2 separate regions of the Arachis hypogaea genome follow, and region 1 is linked to region 2. A link is a contact called in public Hi-C data. All regions are on one chromosome and are shown on one strand. Each heading gives the region's core, a stretch centred on a gene start, on an enhancer-like site or on the middle of the called end of the contact. The rest is flanking DNA. Distances are from core to core; before and after follow the strand shown.

Region 1 (6,128 bases), core at 2,638-5,137, 130 kb after region 2:
GTTCAGTGGATAGTGTAACTGTGTAACTAGAGCTTTAAAATTGGTTGTTACTCTGTTCAGTACTTCTTTTGCATGGAGAAATACTATTCTTGTTGATTGAAAGTTGATCACCATTTATTCACCACATGTACATTGTTCGGTTTGGTGGCCTTTGTGATTTCGGTTCACCAAATGAATATTGTTCGGTTCGGTAGTCTCTTTTTACTTTGTTCAATATTTAAGATTATTGTGATGCGTTTCGGAAGAATAATCCAAATCGCACTCATTCAACTGATTTTAAAGTTGATTCATTTATTCTTTCAATTCAAAAGTCCATATCGAAGAAGAAAATGAAGAAGAAGAAGAAAAAGAAGAAGAAGAACCACAAAGTTAATTACATTGAACTCAATCCAGATCCATAACGAAGAACGCGGGTAGAGAAGAAGAAGAAGAACAAGAAAGAAAACGCGAGCAGAGGAGAACGGTGAAGCCTATAACACAAGCAGAGAAGAAGAAGAAGAAGAAGAACTGATGAAGAAGTAACGTTTTTTCATAATGACCGAGTGCATATTTTCACTCTCATTAATGCGTATGACTTTATTTGAGATTGGATCAACTTGGTTATATGATTACATAGATGTATAGTGCCCCCTAATATTTTTTGTTACTCTTGACTCAAAAACAACAGTATCTAACACTTTAGTTTGAATTTATTTTGGGTGTTTTACTCTCACATCTAATCTGATCTCTATAAACAATGTGCTGCATAGCAGCTTTTAGTTATGTCGTTCACATAATTTCATATTTAACAATAATGAGAAGTTGAGAACAAAGAAACTTATATTTCATGATATTTTTTCACGTATTTCTTAATTCGGTAGATCATGTATTAATATAACGCCAAATTAATATAGTAATATTATTATATGTGATGCTGTCATTAGGTTTGTCAAAAATTGTATTCCGTTGTGATGATGTGCCCCGTTATTGTAAAGAAGTGGGATTGGGGAAGGCCCAGTACAAAATTAAATAAATAAATAAATAGAAATAAGAAGATGAAATTGGGGAAGCCAAGGCGGGGCGTGAAGCATGAGGAGTGAAAAAAATTGAAGTTACTAAGATAAGATGAAAGGCGCTTAAAATATTTTTTTTTAATATTTTTAATTATTAAAATTTAATATATATAATAAATTAAATTATATTATTTTTATTAAAATTAAATTAAATAAATTAATTTGGTTAAAAAATTAGTAAATTATTTTTTAAATTAATTTAAATTAATATTTTTTATAAAAATGACTATAATATCTTTATTATTAAAAATGACTAAAATTTTCTTATCATTATTATTATTATTATTATTACTATGAATATTCTAAATTCTAACTCTTTTCTTTTTTTTGTGTCGTCATAAAATTAGGATTTAGGGTTCTCAAAATTTTAATAGGTTTATTATAGTCATTTTTTATAAAAAAATATTAATTTAGATTAGTTTAATATTTGATTAACCAATTTTTGGCAAAATTAGTTTATTTGATCTAATTTTGACAAAAATAACATAATTTAATTGATTATATGTATTAAATTTTAATTACTAAAAAACAACTTTTAAAAAAAGATGTCTTAAGCGTGTTTATCTGAGTGTCTCCAAAAAAAAGCATGGATAACTGGGGCCATGAACGTGTAAATTATCAGAGAGAGCCACTTAGATAAAAGATATTTAAAACGTCTTTTTTTAATAATTAAAATTTAACATATATAATCGATTAAATCGTGTTATTTTTGTTAAAATTGGGCTAGACAAATTAATTTAACTAAAAAAATGGTGAATTAAATCTTAAACTGATTTAAATTAATATTGTTATTTTTTTTAATAAAAAATTACTACAATACCTTTATTTAAAAAACTATTATATATATTAATTTTAAAATTTTTAAATTCTAACCGTTTATTTCTCTATTGTCATAAGATTAGGATTTAAAAATTTTTATATATATATAAGAGTATTTTAGTTATTTTTTATAATAAAGATATTATTAATTATTTTTTATAAAATATTATTTATGTTTTAATTTTAACAAAAATAACACAATTTAATCGATTATATATATTAAATTTTAATTATTAAAAAATATTTTAAAAAAAGATATTTTATTCGTCTTTATTTAAATGACTCCTAATTATATTTAATGGCTAACTATATTCGTAGAAATTATTTTGAACCTTAAACTAAACTTTTTCATTAAATTAGACTCTTAAATGATTTGTCTTATGCGAATGACGCAATCATTATAATATCCACCACTTTATTAGGTGAACATTTTGGTTTAGGTTTACTCTCTCTCTTCTACTAATGAAAAGAATTTGATATGTACTCTCATTTTGGAGTATATTATGTACGTACTAAAAATTAATTACTAAATAATTATTATATATTTATATATAAATATATATTTATATAAATATATATATTATTTATTTTATTTTTAAAATATATTTATATTTTTATATATATTATATAAGAATTATTGATGTGGTAGTTGATTTTTTATTACACCTAACACAATTAAAAAGTTTAAACTAACTTAACATCTCATGTATATATAAGATATATTAAAATAATATTAGAGAACAAATTTTTTTTAGACAAAATTAATTATTTTTTAAAATTATTTTATTTATCTTAAATTTATAAATTTTAAATCATAAATTTTAAATTATAAATTTTATATTATAAATTTTAAATCCTTTAAATAATGAGAATTTTTTAAATTAAAAAAATTAACTAATATTAACTAATTAAAAATTAATTTTTTATATTTTCTCTGTATACTATATAAATTTTCTATAACTAAACTACTGTTAGTGATTTCTTTATTCAGTTTTTCATTATATGCCATCCACAAAATTTTAGGTAATATTTTTATAATTGATTCTTGATTTTAAGCTTATCAATAATGTAAAATTAAAGTGAAGTAGATATTATGAGTAAAAAGAATCGTTCATTTTTAGGAAAAATCTTTTGTAATGTGTCGTTCCGGTGACGCGTGCAAATTAAACGATTAGATTTGGTTGCCACAAGATTAAAATGGGACAAAGCCCAGCGCAAGAAATATGAAACCATAGCAATTATCTGGAATTATACCAAAAAAAAAAAATAGCAATTATCTGGAACCCTCGTGCTTCATACAGGAATATTTTATATTATTTGTTTCAACGTAGAAAATTCCAACAAATGATGTTTAGTTTATCCAACATAATTAGATGTGGTAGATGTGCTGTCAATAATCAAGTACGTATCAAATAATAATTTGACAGGTGACGTTGCAATCATGCGTTAATTAACTCAATAATTTGATGAAGCAAATGTTTTATTTAAAAAATCATTGAATATTTTTTTTAAAAATATATAACTAAAAAATTTATAAAATAACAAGAATAATAACTATTTTTAAAGTGTGTTATTTTAATATATTAAATTATATACTCTAATAAATAAAAAAACTAATTATTTATAATTATATCTTAAGTAATTATATAAAAATAAAAAAATCATACAAATTATATAACTCTAAAATTATATAACTAAAAAATTTATTTTAATTGGTACCGATAAATATTTTTGAGTTGGATTTTAATTTATCTTAAAATATCAATATTCATGTAAATTCTTTTTTTTTGGAATAAATTTAATATACTATTTGAAGAGGTTCTCATATGGCATTTTTTTGTCTGGAATGTGATGTTTCATTATTTTGTATCACACAGATATAAATAAAAATATTTAAATAGTTGATATTGGAGGGATGATCCTTTAATAAAAAAAATAGAATAGTCTATGCAGGTGAGACAACCTGATTAATTAGAATGTTTCTCGTATAACACAGAAGGGTAATATCGTAAGTGTCTAATCAGATCTAAACTAAACTTACAAAAGCTTGATTAGTGAAGTTATCTGAGAGAAAGTGTTTAACTGAGACAGTGGCAGACATTTTTTTGATAGAATGGTGGGCTTTAATAATTTATTTTTGTATGAGTTAGGCAGTAGTAATGGGCCACAAAAAATACAAAAATATTTATCTATATTGAAATAGATGTTAAAATTTGAAGATAATAAAGAAGTAAATTAAATTTGTTGTTCGATTAATTAGCTCACTAATTTGTTTTAGTAAGTATCGAAAATTTTAATTTCACTTTCATGAATGAGATTGTTGATTGAAAAAATATAATTTCAAAGACACCAAGATTGAGGTACAATAAATATTCTTTTGAAAAAAATAATCCTTATCGAAAAAGATTCGTCGAAAAGAAGAGGTAAAAGTTAATAGATAAACCTGATCAAAGGAAAGGAACATTTGGAGCTGATTGATGGCCGTTACCTGTGTTGTACAAAAAGAACAAGAACGGTTACTCAAATATTAATGCACGTGAAGTTACATCCGAATCTGATTGGTCGAAGATTTCTATAAATAGGTGAAAGATCGAAGAAATAAGGGTTGGAATCTCTTATCAAAAAATACTCTCGCATACTCACATTTCAACAAATTTCTGAGTCTGCTTAGAGTTTTTGTTTCTGTAGGAGTCCTATCATTGTCTTTATTTTTCAATTAAATTTTTTGCAACTTTTATCTTTCATGCAAATTTACCTTTCAAGCAACATTTACTTTTCCTTTTCCTTTTAAGATACAACACTTCTTTGTGTGGAACGTGATGTTCTGTTGTTTTTGACCATATAGATATGAATTAAAATATGTAAATGGTTGATATTGGAGGGATGATGCTTTAGTAAAAAAAAAAAAGAATAGTCTACGCAGCTGAGGCAACCTAATTAGAATGTTTCTCGTATCACATGAAAGGGTAATATCGTAAGTGTCTCATCAGCAATGAGCTAAGCTTATAGAAACTTGATTAGTGAAGCTATCTAAGAAGAGGAGCCTAACTGAGGTGGTGACAGACGTTTTTTCTTTGGACAGGGTGGTGGCTTTAATGATTTATTTTTGTGTGTTAGGCAGTAGTAATGGGCCACAAAAAAAAATAAAAATATTTATTCATGTTGAAAGAGTACAAGTTGGCTAACTCTTTCAAAATTGGAATAGATGTTGAAATTTGTAGATAATAAAGAAGTAAATTAAATTTGTTGGTCTATTAATTAGCTCACTAATTTATTTAAGTAAGTGTCAAAAATTTGAATTTCACTTTCATGAATGAGATTGTTGATTGAAAAAATATAATTTCGAAAACTCCAAGGTTTAGTTACAGTAAAAACTCTTTCAAAGAAAGCAATCCTTATCGAGAAGGATTCGTCGAAAAGAAGAGGTAAATGTTAATCGATAAACCTGATCAAAGGAAAGGAACATTTGGAGCTGATTGTTGGCGGTTACGTATGTTGTACAAAATGAGCGGGAACGGTTACTCAAAAATTAATGCATGTGGGAGTTATATCTGAATCTGATTGGTCAAAGATTTCTATAAATAGGTGAAAGATCGAAGAAACAAGGATTGTAATCTCTTATCAGAAAATGCTCTCACACATTCACATCCCAACAAATTTCTGAGTCAATTTAGAATTTTTGTTTCTGTAAGATTCCTTCCATTGTCTTTATTTTTTATTTAAATTTTTTGTAACTTTTATCTTTCAAGCAAATGTACCTTTCAAGCAATATTTACTTTTCCTGTTTTTTTTTTTTAAGATTCAGCACTTCTTTGTGCGGAACGTGATGTTCTGTTGTTTTTGACCATATAGATATAAATTAAATTATGTAAATGGTTGATATTGGAGGGATGATGCTTTAGTAGAAAAAAAGCATAATAGTCTACGCAGATGAGGCAACCTGATTAGAATATTCCTCGTATCACATGGAAGGGTAATATCGTAAGTGTCTAATCGGGTCTGAGTTAAGCTTATAAAATCTTGATTAGTGAAGCTATCTGAGAGAAAGAGCCTAACTGAAGCGGTGGCAAAAATTTTTTCTTTGGACAGGGTGGTGGACTTTAATGATTTATTTTTGTGTGTCTTAGGCAATAGTAATGGGCCACAAAGAAAACAAAAATTTTTATCCATGATGGAAGAGTACAAGTTGGCTAACTCTTTTAAAATTGGAATAGATGTTAAAATTTGTAGATAATAAAGAAGTAAATTAAGTTTGTT
Region 2 (6,157 bases), core at 1,210-3,709:
TTGATCACTTTTAAGTTTTAATTAAAAATGTTGAATACTAATTAATGAATGTACACGCAGGACAAAATTAAAGCAAATGAATAGATGGAGTGTGAGGTATTGAAAAGTGGTGTGAGAGGCTAAGAGAAGAGAACATATGGCCTGAGGCATTGATGTTGTTTATTGGAAACAGTTTACATACATTATTATTATTAAAAATCTACTACTTGTTCATTGCTGAGAAGAAGGAAATAATCTAGTAGAGAAGAAGAATAAACAAGAATAAATTACTATTTGTATTTATAAAAATACGAAAACTGACAAATGTATTCATCAAACAAAAAAATTAATGTTATACTCATCAAAGATAAATTGTCTGTAACAAAAATATCCAAACCTTAATTTTTTATTAATTTTTTAATAAAGTTCCCAAATTACTCTCCCTTATCTTCAACCCTTCCTCTCTCTCTCTCTTCTTGCACAACCTCTATAATCCTTCTCTCAGCATATATAGTAAAACCCTCATTGAGCTAGAAATGTTAGCAAATTCATGAACCACAACCTGAGCACCACTGCCATCTCTTTTGTGGGAGTTAAGAACACCATTTTTAAATTTTTCATTCCGCCGTAAGAAAACTCGTCAACAGCACCAAAAGATCAAACATTTTTTAGTCGTATTTTCCGAAGAGCTTCTCTCCTTTCCCAATTATATCCTCTCTTTCCTCGAACTCTTTCGCTGTTAAGTCCAGCACCGCCGTACCTTCTTCTGCATAAACCCTAGTCTAGGTCCCAACCGCGAAAGCAAAAAGATAACAAGGCATCGGCTGCTCCATCACAAACTCCTCCACCACGTGGTCTTGATCGCACCAGTTCAAGTTTAATGAGGCGAGGGCAGCAGTATTGTAGTCACATGGAGGGCGTTGTTATCACGCAGTTTGCAGTCATGACCGCGAAGAGCTCAGAAGGGATGCTGAGGATGACAGAGTAGCAAATCCTTCGGACAAGAATGTTGTGGGAGGGAAAGATAGAGCGCGCATGAATGGCTTGACACTGAGTGTAGACATAAGGGTGAGTTTTGTTGCAGATTTGTGGAGGGAAGAGTTATTGGAGTGCGGAGGAGGAAGAGGAGGTGGAGAAGGTGAGGATGAAGGAAGAGTGGTTGGAAAGCATGAGAGTGAGGAGGGTGTCCTTAATGGGGTCAGAGGTGGTGGAGAGGGAGAAGAGGATGGCTTTGTCGGCGTGAAGGGTGGAGTGGATGGTGAGGGAGCGAGTGTTGAGGAAGAAGGGGCCAGAGTGGGATTCGGAGAGTAAGAGCGCAGAGGTGCGAATGGTGGAAGAGGAGAAGTCGAAGTGCATAGTTAAAGCTGTGTGAGTTTTGGCTGGCTAAATTGACTCAGTAAATAGGTGAGAATCAATAGTCATTGTTAGAGAGAGAAATATGGGAGGGGGGAGGAGAGAGAGAGAGAGTGAGTGTGAGAGAGAGAGAGGGGTTGAAGATAAAGGAGGGTAATTTAAAAAATTTATTAAAAAGTTAACAAAAAATTAAAATTTAAATATTTTTGTCATACGAAGTCTATTTTTGATGGGTACCACGTTAGTTTTTTTGTTTGATAGATATATTTGTTAGGATTCGTATTTTTTATAAGTATAAATGATAATTTATTCAATAAACAAAGAAAAAGAGCTCAAAAGTTAAGTGTCAGAATAGAAACAAAAAATGAATGAAGAAAAAGAAATCATTACTCCCGTTTTGATTTTTTAAAATTTACAAAAATTTAAATATATGAAACTGTTATTATTAACCATTTGTATTTAAAAAAATTTTAAAGTCTCACTAAGTTGAAATCGTTATTATTGATTTTCTTTTTAAAAAATTTTACTTTTTCAGGCATTTTTAATAGTTACTGCTGATTTTGGAAAAAATTTAAAATTTTAATTAATTAAATTATTACTAACAATTTTTTTAATAACTATCCCATATTAACAAAATTTACTAAGAAATCCTAATATTTTAATAAATGTCACCTCTGAACAAAAATTCACCTGTTTGTATGCTTATGTTTAATGTTTATGAAAATATTTGATAATAAAAAAAAATCAATTAAAAATTATTAGAATTTATTTTATTTAATATTTTATTAATTATCATGATAATTAATAAAATATTAAATAAAATAAATTCTGATTATTTTTTTGTTTTTTTAATATTACCAAATATTTAATATATTAGTAACTTAAAATGATGTGTTTTTAAGTTGTTTTACAGTGACATTGAAAGTTGAGAATACTCATAATCTAATATAAGAGCAGGTATTTAAAGCCTGACTTAGTTGCTTCTTAGGATGCCTGTTGCCCCTATTAATCATACCAAGTGCCATAAGTACCAAACCATGACCAGTCAATATCTCACACAGTTACTTTTTCGGTGCAAAGAATCTCACACGATTTAAGTACACTCACATGCGCGCCAGGATTCAGTTGAAGTGGAAAATCACGGTGTTTTTTAATTGATGAAAATCTTAAAATATTACATGTGTAAATACGTAGAATGAGTGAGTTTACGGTGTTGCAATATTTAGAATTAGAATTAGAATTGTCCAATCTATGTTAAAAAAAACAAAAATGGTAGACTCACATCAACCTCTCCCTGTCACACATAACAAAAACTAGAAAGAGGGAACACTACATTAAGTATTAGGTAAGGCAAGACCACGTTCGCATTCCAATAATAATTTGAATTGTAATTTCTTCTTGGTCTTGGTGATAATAGAAGATGAAGAAAACGCCTTGTTCCTCTTATCAGAAGAACCACCTGATTGGGTCCTTCCCAAGCCCAGGGGCACCAAACTACAGAGAGAAAGGCGCAGTGATAAGTTCCCAAAAGGGATGGAGCTCAGAGAGAGTAGCAAAAGCTTCAAGCAGCAGCATAAGAAGACACACAATGTCTGGTCTCACACCCTTCTTCAGCGCCGGCGGAAGAACAATGCCTTCCAAATGGGACGAAGCTGAGAGATGGATTTGTAGCCCAGTTTCTTCTTCTTCTGCTGACGTCAGACAACCTCATCAGCGTAGACCCAAGTCCATAAGCGGCCCAATTGTTGATCATGGTCAACAAGGCGGCCCTCAAGTGGCGGCTTGTTACTACTCCAATAACCATGCCTACTCACCTTCTTCTTCTTCTTCTTCTATGGGTCCGATTCGGCAGGGTTTGGTTGTGAGGAACTTGGTAGTTGGTTCACCGTTCTCCACCGGTGTGCTTGCACCGCTTGCTGTTTCTGTTCACCATTATGATGATGCTTATCATTTTGGGGATGGAATGGATTCTTCTGGTAGTCCTCTGCTCCACGCTGCACCGCTCTGCCCTCAACACTCATATCACCCATCGTCTCCTATCTGCCAAGGTAAAATATAGCGGGAAAAATCAGGTGCACTCGTCTTTACAAAGTTGATAATTAAAAGTAGTTAAGTAAAAATTTAGCTAAATCAGTCAAAATGATCTGATCACTGTAACTAAATTTTCATTTATTTATGGTAAATTCTACTCTATCTTTCCTATAATAACATGTATATTACCCTCTGTGACATGTCACTCTCTAATTGGTGGTTATGTTAATTATAGTTAAACTATTGGTAATTAAATTATAGCCCAAATGGGTAATTGTATAATTTACTAAACTATTAAAAATTTAATTTTTTGTTTCTTCCCCAAATCATGCTCCGAACAAATAAATAAAATAAATACAATAAAAAATAAAAATATGAAAGAGAGTATTATAAATTTTATAATGTCAAACAAAAAGAAAATATTTTATAATTTTTTTAGTACTGTTAGTACTCTTTAATTTAGTATTATTTTAGACTATAAATTTTCATTATTTATGGCTTTATTGTTACTTATAATTAAATTTTTATTTATTTTATCCTTGGATCATAATTTATATTATACAAAATTTTGATAATAAACGTAGTATATAATAATTATAATTACAAATTTTACAAGGTCAGAATAAAGAATATAAAAATTAATACAAAACAAAAATAGAGTACATCAAAAAATGAAAAAAAATCATACAGATCAAAAATAATAAAAATTCCATAAAATCAACAATATATATCATATGAACAAAAAAATACAATAAAAATAAATAAAATTCGTATGAATAAAATCAAATAAAAAAATAAAAAAATTTCGTACACAACCTAAATACAATGTAGTAAAGGATAGGAAAAAAAAAGAATTCATATGAGCAAAAAAATAATAAAAATATCATAAAAAAAAGTCAACAATATTTGTCATATGAATAAAAGAAATACAATAAAATAAATAAAAAATCATATGAACAAAGCCAAACAAAAATAAAAAAAAAGATTTCATAAAAAATATACCTATAAAAAATAATATAGTAAATGATAAAAAAAACTCATAAAAATATAACATAAGAAATCAGAACACTACACAAATAATATAAAAATATTTATCATATAAATAAAAAATATAATAAAAAATATAAAAATTAAAATATAAAAATGAGTACTAAAAATAAAAAAATTAAAATATTCAATTTACTAGTGATTAAAACAAATCTGAACTATTTTAATGAAAAAATAAATTAGAACGAACAACTATGAAAAAGTAGGAAGAACTACAAAGAATTATTGTGAAGGTAATAGTTACTGGTATCCTTTTCAAAGAAGAAAATGAAGGGTAGGGTTGGTAAAAAAGAAATAAATTTTTCATCTAATTTTCCAAGGATAATAAGTAACCATAAAACGCAGAGGCTACAAATTTTAGCTTCTCCTGAACGTGCTTTCAGAAGCAGAATCAATTCTGCATTCAGAAAGATAAAAATGGCCAAATATAAAAGTGAAACTTTCAAAAAGCTCAAACGTACTTCTCTCCTCTCCAACGCGTTTGCCAAACACACCCTAAGCAAGACAAGTGGGGTACAGGTTGAGTTATTTTTTCTTTCAATTTCAGAGAGGAATGAAAAAATGGGCATTGAGCTTCTGAACAATGATAAGAAATATAACTTTACTTTTTAATGTTTACAGAAATTATATATTCTTCCCTCTTATAAAAATATTTAATTACAAAATTACTCTACTTTAGTTAATATATTAACTCTTATTAAGTTAAATTAACTCAAACTAAAATTAAACATCCAATTAAAACATGCAATGTCATAAGGGGTAATTTACATGTTGATTTAGAGGGGGTTGGGTAGAACTCACCTTTATTTATATATCTCTCTCAACAAACATTTTCTATTTAAATTAGTAATAATCATAGGAAATTCACTTATTTGGTTCATTTATAGCTCATTAAATATTATCATTTTAAATTAGTATGTGATCAGTCATAATTTATATTTATTAAATTTACAAACATAAATTAATAAAAATTATTAGAATTATAATTTAAAAATTAAGATTTATTGTATACGGTGATTGGGGTGCTGGTAATCTGATGACTGGTCAGAGGGAGAAAACGTGAAATTGTGATTTTGAAAAAAGAAAGAAAAAGTTAAAATAAATAAAAAGATAATTTAAAATTTTTTTATTAAAAGTATTATCCCTAACCTTTTTCATAGGGTTTTTCTCAGACCTTGTAATCCGTGCGTGTCGACATTCTGCTTTTAGATGTTGGTCTGATCAATACTTACTACTTTACTAGCCACACCAAATTCTTTGTTACAGACGTACAGTACAGGCCAATTCTGTATTCAGTATTCAGTGTTTTTTGTTCTCCAATTTATTTTTTATAATAAATTTTAAATATTTATTAAATTTTTATATTTTTAAATTAAATATTAATTATTTTTTTTAATAATTAAGCACTAAATTAGCAAATTTTTAGACATCGTAACACCTACAGTATATTTGTTAATAACGATTTATTTCTTCTTACTCTATAACAAAAAATGTTAATAACGATTTCTAAAAAGAGAAATTGGAATTAAACTTGTTAGTTATGATTTTTTTTTTAATTTACTTTGAATTGAAATTATTATTAGCGATTTTTTTATATTTCATAAAATTAGTGAAATTATTACTAACTATTTTTTTTTTTGGATTATGCTATACGTACATCAAAATTAGTCATCAGTATAAAATATATGTTAAAATACAAATATACATTAAAAATAAACTAAACTAATATTTATACACAAATACATTG

What was found. A called contact is a pair of places that touch in the nucleus more often than the background predicts.
Region 1: a contact with region 2 is called in a Hi-C map of an unstated tissue, with 3 times the contacts expected there. The contact joins the enhancer-like site here to the promoter of LOC112798616 in region 2. A contact is called at or near these places in 2 of 8 Hi-C or Micro-C datasets (leaf and an unstated tissue).

What each region holds. Positions count from the first base shown.
Region 1 is chr1:14,541,649-14,547,776 of arahy.Tifrunner.gnm2.J5K5, forward strand. No RefSeq gene overlaps it. Among protein-coding and RNA genes, the nearest start is that of LOC112798648, 38 kb to the left of the region's middle. Within about 2 kb of position 3,888, at least 2 of the 3 cell types and tissues checked have open chromatin away from gene starts, as enhancers often do.
Region 2 is chr1:14,417,038-14,423,194 of arahy.Tifrunner.gnm2.J5K5, forward strand. LOC112798616 reads left to right here and starts at 2,460. Exons shown (of 4, transcript XM_025841630.3): 1 at 2,460-3,380. The coding sequence starts at 2,753.